3 separate regions of the Mus musculus genome follow, and all the other regions are linked to region 3. A link is a contact called in public Hi-C and Micro-C data. All regions are on one chromosome and are shown on one strand. The core of a region is the stretch at or near the end of the contact, and the rest is flanking DNA. Distances in the headings are between cores, read along the strand shown.

The links. A called contact is a pair of places that touch in the nucleus more often than the background predicts.
Region 1: a contact with region 3 is called in a Micro-C map of embryonic stem cells, with 4 times the contacts expected there. The contact joins the enhancer-like site here to the promoter of St8sia6 in region 3. A contact is called at or near these places in 5 of 39 promoter capture datasets (embryonic stem cells, hematopoietic stem and progenitor cells, hippocampal neurons and 2 more), 1 of 15 datasets of contacts at CTCF or cohesin (stem cell-derived epiblast-like cells), 2 of 484 Hi-C or Micro-C datasets (both in embryonic stem cells) and 1 of 115 datasets of contacts at active chromatin or transcription factors (stem cell-derived neural progenitor cells).
Region 2: a contact with region 3 is called in a Hi-C map of B cells, with 2.0 times the contacts expected there. The contact joins the enhancer-like site here to the promoter of St8sia6 in region 3. A contact is called at or near these places in 1 of 39 promoter capture datasets (hematopoietic stem and progenitor cells), 3 of 484 Hi-C or Micro-C datasets (B cells and CD4 T cells) and 1 of 115 datasets of contacts at active chromatin or transcription factors (memory CD8 T cells).

What each region holds. Positions count from the first base shown.
Region 1 is chr2:14,294,162-14,296,861 of GRCm38.p6, reverse strand. Mrc1 (mannose receptor, C type 1) reads right to left here. Exons shown (of 30, transcript NM_008625.2): 15 at 1,918-2,062. Among named protein-coding and RNA genes, the nearest start is that of Mir511, 35 kb to the right of the region's middle. Within about 2 kb of position 1,276, at least 15 of the 459 cell types and tissues checked have an H3K27ac peak or open chromatin away from gene starts, as enhancers often do. A contact at or near this core is called in embryonic stem cells, where this site is marked.
Region 2 is chr2:13,415,597-13,418,343 of GRCm38.p6, reverse strand. All of the region lies in intron 27 of Cubn (cubilin (intrinsic factor-cobalamin receptor)), which reads left to right. Among named protein-coding and RNA genes, the nearest start is that of Cubn, 75 kb to the left of the region's middle. Within about 2 kb of position 1,378, at least 56 of the 459 cell types and tissues checked have an H3K27ac peak or open chromatin away from gene starts, as enhancers often do. A contact at or near this core is called in B cells, where this site is marked.
Region 3 is chr2:13,792,055-13,794,990 of GRCm38.p6, reverse strand. It overlaps St8sia6 (ST8 alpha-N-acetyl-neuraminide alpha-2,8-sialyltransferase 6), which reads left to right and starts at 1,471. Exons shown (of 8, transcript NM_145838.1): 1 at 1,471-1,647; 2 at 2,139-2,237. The coding sequence starts at 1,547.

The sequences.
Region 1 (2,700 bases), core at 27-2,526, 500 kb before region 3:
GGTGTGTTGGGGTGCCCTGGACTGGGTGAAGTGGGAGTGCTGGGTTCTGATGATGGTGAGTGGTCTTGGTTCCTGTTAGTAGGATTCCTACGTTTACCTTTCGCCATCTGGTAATCTCTGGAGTTAGTAGTTATAGTTGACTCTGTTTAGAGATTGTTCTTCTGGTGATTCTGTTACCGTCTCTCAGCAGACCTGGGAGACAGATTCTCTCCTCTGAGTTTCAGTGCTCAGAGCACTCTCTGCTGGCAAGCTCTCTTACAGGGAAGGTGCGCAGATATCTTGTTTTTGGACCTCCTCCTGGTCGAAGAAGAAGGCCCAAAACAGGGCCTCTCTCAGAAGCTGTGTTGCTTTGGCAGTTCCCAGAAGCTGTCAGCTTCTGTGGTGCAGACTCTCACCTGTGCAGACTAAATTCCTAAGTTCCAGGGAGTCCTGGAACCAAGATGGTGACCGCTGCTCCTGAGGCTGAGGCCGTCTCCCGAGCCAGGCGGACACCTGTCCTCTGGTCCGGACGGTGGCCGGCTGCCTGTGGCCCGCCAAGAGTGCTGCCTCAGCGGCTCTGTGCTTCTGCCCGTCCCAGAAGCTGTCCGGTTCTCTGGCGCACCCTCTAACCTGTTCAGACTAATTTCCTAAGTTCTGCTGAGTCCCGGAACCAAGATGGCGACCGCTGCTGCTGAGGCTGAGGCTGCCTCCCAAGCCAGGCGGACACCTGTCCTCTGGTCCGGATGGTGGCCGGTTGTCTGCGGCCCGCCCAGGCTGCTGCCTCAGCAGCTCTGTGCTTCCGCCCGTCCCAGAAGCTATCCGGTTCTCTGGTGCACCCTCTAACCTGTTCAGACTAATTTCCTAGGTCCCGCGGAGTCCCGGAACCCAGATGGCGACCGCTGCTGCTGAGGCTGAGGCCGCCTCCCAAGCCAGGTGGACACCTGTCCTCTGGTCCGGATGGTGGCCGGTTGTCTGCGGCCCGCCCAGGCTGCTGCCTCAGCAGCTCTGTGCTTCCGCCCGTCCCAGAAGCTGTCCGGTTCTCTGGCGCACCCTCTGACCTGTTCAGACTAATTTCCTAAGTTCTGCTGAGTCCCGGAACCAAGATGGCGACCTGTAACATATTTTCTATCTGCCAGAGTAAAACAAAGCTACTAACAACATAAAGAGGCCACAGTGAGTCACTGGCAGGCAGCAGGAGACTGTTTTTAAATTTAAATTCAAAAGGATACTAATCCAGAATGTGGAAACATGTGCATCCAGCCAGCAGAGGGCAGTACCGGGTCTCTTAACTGCAGAATGGGGGCAGCGGCCATGATTCCCCAACAGCAGAGGGCAATGTGGTTCCATCCTCTTATTGCTATGGCGTCAATATGTTTTAATTCAAGGGTCAGCTTGTTTCCTCGGTGTCATAACCCAGCTCCTCTGACCACAATGCCTAACCTGTCTTTGCTCTAATTTCCAAGATATCATAAATAATATCATGTGAGTCCCACAACACCACGGCCTTCCCTATACTGCTGGTTCTGTGTTATGGATATTAAAATATCAGGTTGAAGGGAGCTTGTACCTGTTTCAGGGATAAAATAGAAGGTCAGAGGGTGAAAGTTCCAGAAAGCAAAACTGCATTGCCTTTCTACAGCACTAAAGGGCAGGTCTCCCATTAGCCCCTGCAGCTGCAGTGGATGGCCAGAGTCCCGGCTGCTGATGGGAATGTTTTTAAGGACGTGACTCTAATCCAGGATTCTTGGTGGCCTTTTGATCTTCTGTTCCTTTGGAACACTTATCTGTTTCCAACGTCCCCATTCTTATCCTGTGAAATAAGGGCCCCACAGTTCCCTGATGCTGGTATTTTTGTTTGTTTGTGCCAATGGAGGAAACAAATTGGGGTATCAGAAGGCTAGCTCTGTAATGTAAGAAAAAGAGGGGACAGATTTGTACCTTTTTGTATCTGACAAATCCAGTTGTTGAGGTGTTCACAGTTGATATCATTCCAGGACATGCCAGGGTCACCTTTCAGCTCACCACAATATTCAACATTTTGGTAATTATTTGGTTCACCGTAAGCCCAATTTTCATAGGAAACCTATGGTGGAAACATCACACTTGATCTGAACCACAACACCAGGTTGCTATGCTGTGCTAGAAACACCACATTAGGCTGCAGATATACCACGTATACCACATTAGGCTGCAGATATACCACGTATACCACATTAGGCTGCAGATATACCACGAACACCACATTAGGCTGCAGATATTAACCACGTATACCACACCAGTGCAAATTCAAATTGGGAAAGGAAAAAGAGGGGCTGTTTGGATTCTTCATTCATTTGCTTTTTACTTTTAGCTATGGAAGCACATTTTATGGACATGGGTGAGAAAGAAACAGCTTTTATTACATGGAAACTTTTAAGCAGACTAGAGTAGGGAATTGGTTTTTATAACATTTCCTTTATTCCCATTAAATAGAATGAATCCAGGGCCACAAGCAATGGGATTTATATGTAGGAAAAAGTTAGCAAGAAACTTCCATATCTCAGTCGGTAGTCGCAATTTCCTAAATTTACAGCCTGTTCTTAAGGGATGATATTTCAGTAAGTTGTTGGAAGCTTTTCATCTATTACACAGGCTACAGAAAAATAATTAGAGAAGAAAAAGTCTTATAAAATGTGACTAACTGAACGACCAGCCTTTGCCAAAATGAACAATGGAAACAAC
Region 2 (2,747 bases), core at 129-2,628, 380 kb after region 3:
CTGCAGTCCAAAATCCACTAGGGATCTCATTAGATAGAGCTGACTTTAGTCATTACTAATGGTAATATCTTCATTTCAAAACTCTATTGGTAAGTTACAAGTGTTCTGGTAGGTATCTTAGTGTGTGCCTTTGTGTACAATAAATATTTCTCTTTAAAATGAATCTTATTATCTTAGTCAGGGTTTCTATTCCTGCACAAAACATTATGACCAAGAAGCAAGTTGAGGAGGAAAGGGTTTATTCAGCTTACACTTCCACATTGCTTTTCATCACCAAAGGAAGTTAGGACAGGACCTCACACAGGGTTGGAAGTTGGAGACAGAGTAGATGCAAAAGCCATGGAGGAGTGCTCCTTACTGGCTTGCTCCCCCTGGCTTGCTCAGCTTGCTTTTTTATATAATCCAAGACTACTAACCCAGGGATGGCACCATCCACAGTGGACCCTCCCTCCTTGAGAAAATGCCTTATAGCTGGATCTCATGGAAGCATTTCTTCTGTGATAACTCCAACTTGTGTCAAGTTGACACACAAAACCAGGTAGTACACTTACTTTCCCATAGCTACAAGGAGGAGATATTCTCCTGCCAACAGTTTAGGAGGGCCCAAATTAGCATTAAAATACAAGCAGCATTAGGCCAAACCCACTACAGGAATGGGTCCACCCACAATGAGCTGGACCCTCTCCCTTCACTAAATGAAGAAAATACCTAATAAAAATAGATAGATAGATAGATAGATAGATAGATAGATAGATAGATAGATAGATAGATAGATAAACGAAAATGCCTTATAGCCGGATCTTATGGAGACATTTTCTCAATTGAGGTTTTCTCCTTGCAGATGACTCTAGTTTGAGTCAAGTCTACATTAAACTAGCCAGCACTCTCTTCCATCCTATCCTTTCCTCCCTTCCTGTCCTTTTCCCCTTTCAATTTAAGGAAGTTTCAAATTCTTCCTGATTATGTCAGTGCTTTCTGTCAAATACATTTCCTTCCAGTGTATACAATCTATTTCATCTCTTGCCAAATCCTTACTGATGTCATCCTACTCACCAGATGTTTATGTCATTATATATTTCACTCTCACGTCCTCTTTTTAATTGCAAAACAACCACTATGCTACAGCGATTTTCAATTACAAAATAATGCATTTCAAATAAGAAAGGGATTAACAAGCCCATCACCAATGTCCCTGAATTCTCCATTTTGGCACCATACTCCCTGTCTGTGTCCTAAGATATTTCCCATCCCACAACTGTGGATCACATGGTATTTTAATCACCCACAGTGCTATTTGGGTTTTGTGTCAAACTCATACCACTTGCTGATGCTTCATGCAAATTCATTGCTCAGTCACATCAGAGTCATAACACGTATTCTTAGCTTTCCATACAGTGATTCATGAACACAGACAACAGGGAAGTCTGTTCAGGGTAACCACATTGCTATATGCCACAGAAACAAGAGCTTTGAGTTGTACTGAATGAGAGAAATGCTGAGATAAACACAGCTTAAGGGGCTAGTTATTTGCTTTTTAAAGCTATCACTAGCCTACAATTCACCATCCAGACAGTAGAAGATGTTTTAGACTCCTAAACTGTAGAAATTAACTGTATATCATTAGTTTTTCATGTCATACTAGATGAAACAGATGCTAACGTATCACACAATAAAGAGTCTATCGTAGGCTGCGTTATCTGTTTGAGAGGGCTATTGATGGGTGCTCTGAAGGCATCAGACAGGGAAGCAATCAAGCTTTTCTGATGACCAGAGAACACAAACCCAAGGAAGAAGGATCCCCAGACATCAGAGAGGTTGAGGATTGACAAGAGAAAGCTGACTCTGCACACCTGAAGATGGATTACAAGGGGCCTCTAGGGTATCAATAAGAAAGTCATGAATTTCAGTGTTCCTTTTCAGAACTGTAAGTCTCTCAAGGGCCAGATAAAAGAAATAGCATGATCAAATAGATATTTTCATAGTGTAATATTTCCCTTATTGAACATGTGTGTGCTTTTTGTTTTGTTTTATTTTGGTTTGTTTTGGTTGAGTTTTTTTTTTTTTTTTTTTGAGGGGGGGGCAGTTGTTGAGCCAGGGTTGGCCGTGAACTCCTAATTCTTTTGTGTTAGCCTGGTGAGTGTAATGACTGCAGGCAAGTACCACCATGCTGTTTTCAGATCTGTATATTTTAAAAATGATTGTGGCTACTCAAATAATATGGAGATCCATTATTGGGCTTGAGGTGGAAAGCGGAGGAGATGGGGCAAAGCCCCATATTGCTGTGGAGAAATAATGTTCAAACTGAGGACTTTTAAGAACATTCTAGAATTGCTTTCTTGACTCTTCTTCCATCCTTGCAGAGAGAACTTAGCATTCATTCTTGGACATTTGAGGAAGATGTTTTTCACCCTTAGTGCAGTATCCCTCTCTTGAACATGCCATCTGTGTTCCTCCAGCTAACCAGCAGCTCAGCCCAGTGGCATCTGTCTCCTCCCCCAGCAGAGAGCTAGAATCCTCAGCAGCCCCAGAGCTCTCTGTGGGTGGCCTTTGACTTCCACGTCCCCTTAGTCCACAGATGCAGCTCTGCTTAGGATTTTGTCTTCTCTTTCTCTCTTGGAATCTGTTTAAAGACAGAAGTTTCTATCCAGTTAAAGTTTGTTTTTTCCTAACCTCTCCAAAAAGGGAAATGAAAAAACATGTTTGTATTTGCACATAACTGCTGGTCACATGTCCATACAACTGCTTCC
Region 3 (2,936 bases), core at 222-2,721:
CATGTGTGCGTGCACGTATGTACAGGAACAAAAGCCAGAGGCTGGTATTGAGTGAGGTCTTCTATCACTCTCCACCTTATTGTTTGGCACAGATCCTCCCACTGAACCCTGCCCTAGCTAATTCATCCAACTCAAGTGGGCCATCTCTCCAGCCTCGTGTTGAGGATCAAATCACAGTTGGAGGATAGAGTTTCAACACAGAAACTGGATGTCGACCTATAGCTACGAGAAAAGAAATATTTGAGACAAATAAATGTCAACCATTTACTTGAACAAAGAAGGACTCGTGAATTAGGCAGCACTGGGAAACAGAAGAGGGGATATCTGCCTATCAGTGGGCAGCAAGCTTTTGGTGGGCGGGCACAAAGTCTTAGTAGAGGGATCACCTGATTGGCTACATGTAGGTAACTGACTTTGCGTGGTGTGATGAGTTAGCTGCCTATGATTGGTTGGTGCATTTTTCTCTTATTGGTGAAATTCTCGTGTTCGTTATAATTCCAATTAGGTTCTGGATTAGGCAAGAATTTAAAATCCAGAGATCACCTCCATTGGCAGTAGGCAAATCTGTTTTTCTGAAAAACATTTGGTAAACAATGGTAAACACTTCAGGTTTTGAGAGCTATAGACTCGCAGTCACCACTACTCAATTCTGCCCTTATAAGCAGTCAATCTGTCACACAATCGCATGCTCATCAATAATACAAATTACTGGACACAAAGATGTCCAATAAAACAGTTGTTTTAAAGCAAGCAGAGATGACTCTGGTCAAAGGTGGGTGGACAAATTGCCCTTGAAGATCTCTTGGTAATTTGGTGTCAACTGTCCACGGAACGTCGTGGGAAGGTGCCATGCAATGCCAGTCTACTCAAACGTTACCAAGTTCCTGGCAGCTTTCAGGCACGTGGGAGGATCCAACTGAGCAACCCAGTTTGCAAACTTTTTGAAGTGGGTCCTTTCTGCTCTTCTCTTCAGTCCTCCAGGTTCTAGCTCAGGGCCTCAGCTACATAGCAGAGTCGCAATGTGATTGGGTGGGTCACTTGGGGCCAAGCGCGCACTCGGGCGAAGGTGAGAGCAGCTGAAAAGTTGGAGCCCAATCAGCGCGGAGTTGAGCGCTCATACCCCAACCTTCAGGTGACCCCGCGTGGCGGCGGCGGCAGCAGTAGGCAGAGGCAGCGGCGGCTGCAGCGACCAGAGCCCGCAGCGGCTCCGAGCGCCTCCGGGAGGACAAGCGACGAGCTTGGAGAATCGTCATCCGCTAGCTGTCCGCCAGCTTCGCCAGCTTCGGCGGCCGGGGCTGGCTTGGAAGAAGCGAGCGAGCCCGAACGCGGCTTCTTCGGCTCGGTGCCCAGCAACACTGTTGCAGGCTGGGCTCTGGGCAGCCCCCAGAGTGCGGGCCCGCGCCACCGCCTTTGAACGCTGGGGGTGTGCGTGGCAGCGGCCGCGGTGGCGGCGGCGGCGAAGGCGGTGACCGGAGCGGCGAGTCGGTGCCGCCCGGGCTGCGCTTCGCCCCGGCAGCTTTGGCGGCGAGGACGCCCGTGGCTCAGGATGAGATCGGGGGGCACGCTGTTCGCCCTCATAGGCAGCCTGATGCTGCTGCTCCTCCTGCGTATGCTCTGGTGCCCAGCCGACGCGCCTGCCCGCTCCAGGTAATTCCCCGGCCTCAACTCGCCCCACCTGAAAGGTCCGGTGCGCCCACGCTGTGCTCTGGGTGTTGCTTCCAGGGGACGCCCGGAAAGATCCGGGTGACTGACCACTTTAGACTTTTGACTAAGCAGCTCCTTGAGGGTAGGGTGGAGATCAGGGGTCGCGGAGAGGCGACGCTTGGCCGGATGTCTTGGTTTGAAGTGGAAAGGGACACGTCGGGGTTGGGAGGGCTCCGGATAGTGCCTCTGTGGGCGAGGGAGCTGCAGAGCGGAACCTCCTGAAGAGGTTTCCCGCCAGGCTCCAGGACTCCCCCATTCTACTCCTGGTTTTGTCCTATGGGATTTTTCCTGTCTAACTTCAAGATTAGGGACCCATCCCGGGAGCTGGGGTGCACAAAGATGCTCTGATTACGTCTGGAGTGCAGTGCCCAGTCTGCCAGCCACACTGGCTTCCAACGCGGTGTAATAACTTAGTTTTCTCCCTGGCTGTGCAGGCTGTTGATGGAGGGAAGCAGAGAGGACACCAGTGGTACCTCAGCTGCACTGAAGACACTCTGGAGCCCGACAACCCCGGTACCACGCACCAGGAACAGGTACTAAGGCCACTAGGGACAGATGGACAAGGTCTGGGCAAGACTGCGAGACCCGTGGAACTCACTTGAGCGTTTTGCCTGGATATCTCTGTCTGTCTGTCTCTGTCTGTCTTTGACAGAGAGAGAGAGAGAGAGAGAGAGAGAGAGAGAGAGAGAGAGAGAGAGAGAGAGAGAGAGAGAGAGAGAGACTACGCACATCAACCTTTAAAAACACATCTCTCCATATCGGCTACACTTTCAAAGATGGGTACTGAATTCTGTAGATAAAGGTGTGTGGAAAACCCCAGAGAAGGCACTTGTCTATCTTTACTGAGAGATTTGGTTTGTGGGTTTTGTTTTCTGTTCTTTAAAGTGCATCTGTGTTGAGATCGAAGGAATACAATTCTTCAGTGTGTTTGTCCTGGATGAAAAAGAACTTACATTTCTTCCTTACTGTGGGTGTGTATTAATGTACAGTAATTATTGGATATCTATTATTCTGATTATAGAAATAACACAACTTAATATAGAAAGCCATAGGGGAAATACATAAGAGAATTTAATATTAACTCAGAGCCCAGACCCAGGTATCATTTTCAGGTTAGGACTACTTTATGTCTCTGTAATGTCTATTTCCTATATGTGAAAAGTACATGTGAGATTGTACTTTGTGTTTGTGTGTCATCTTTTTCCCCTAAAGGATCATAGGCCTGAACATGA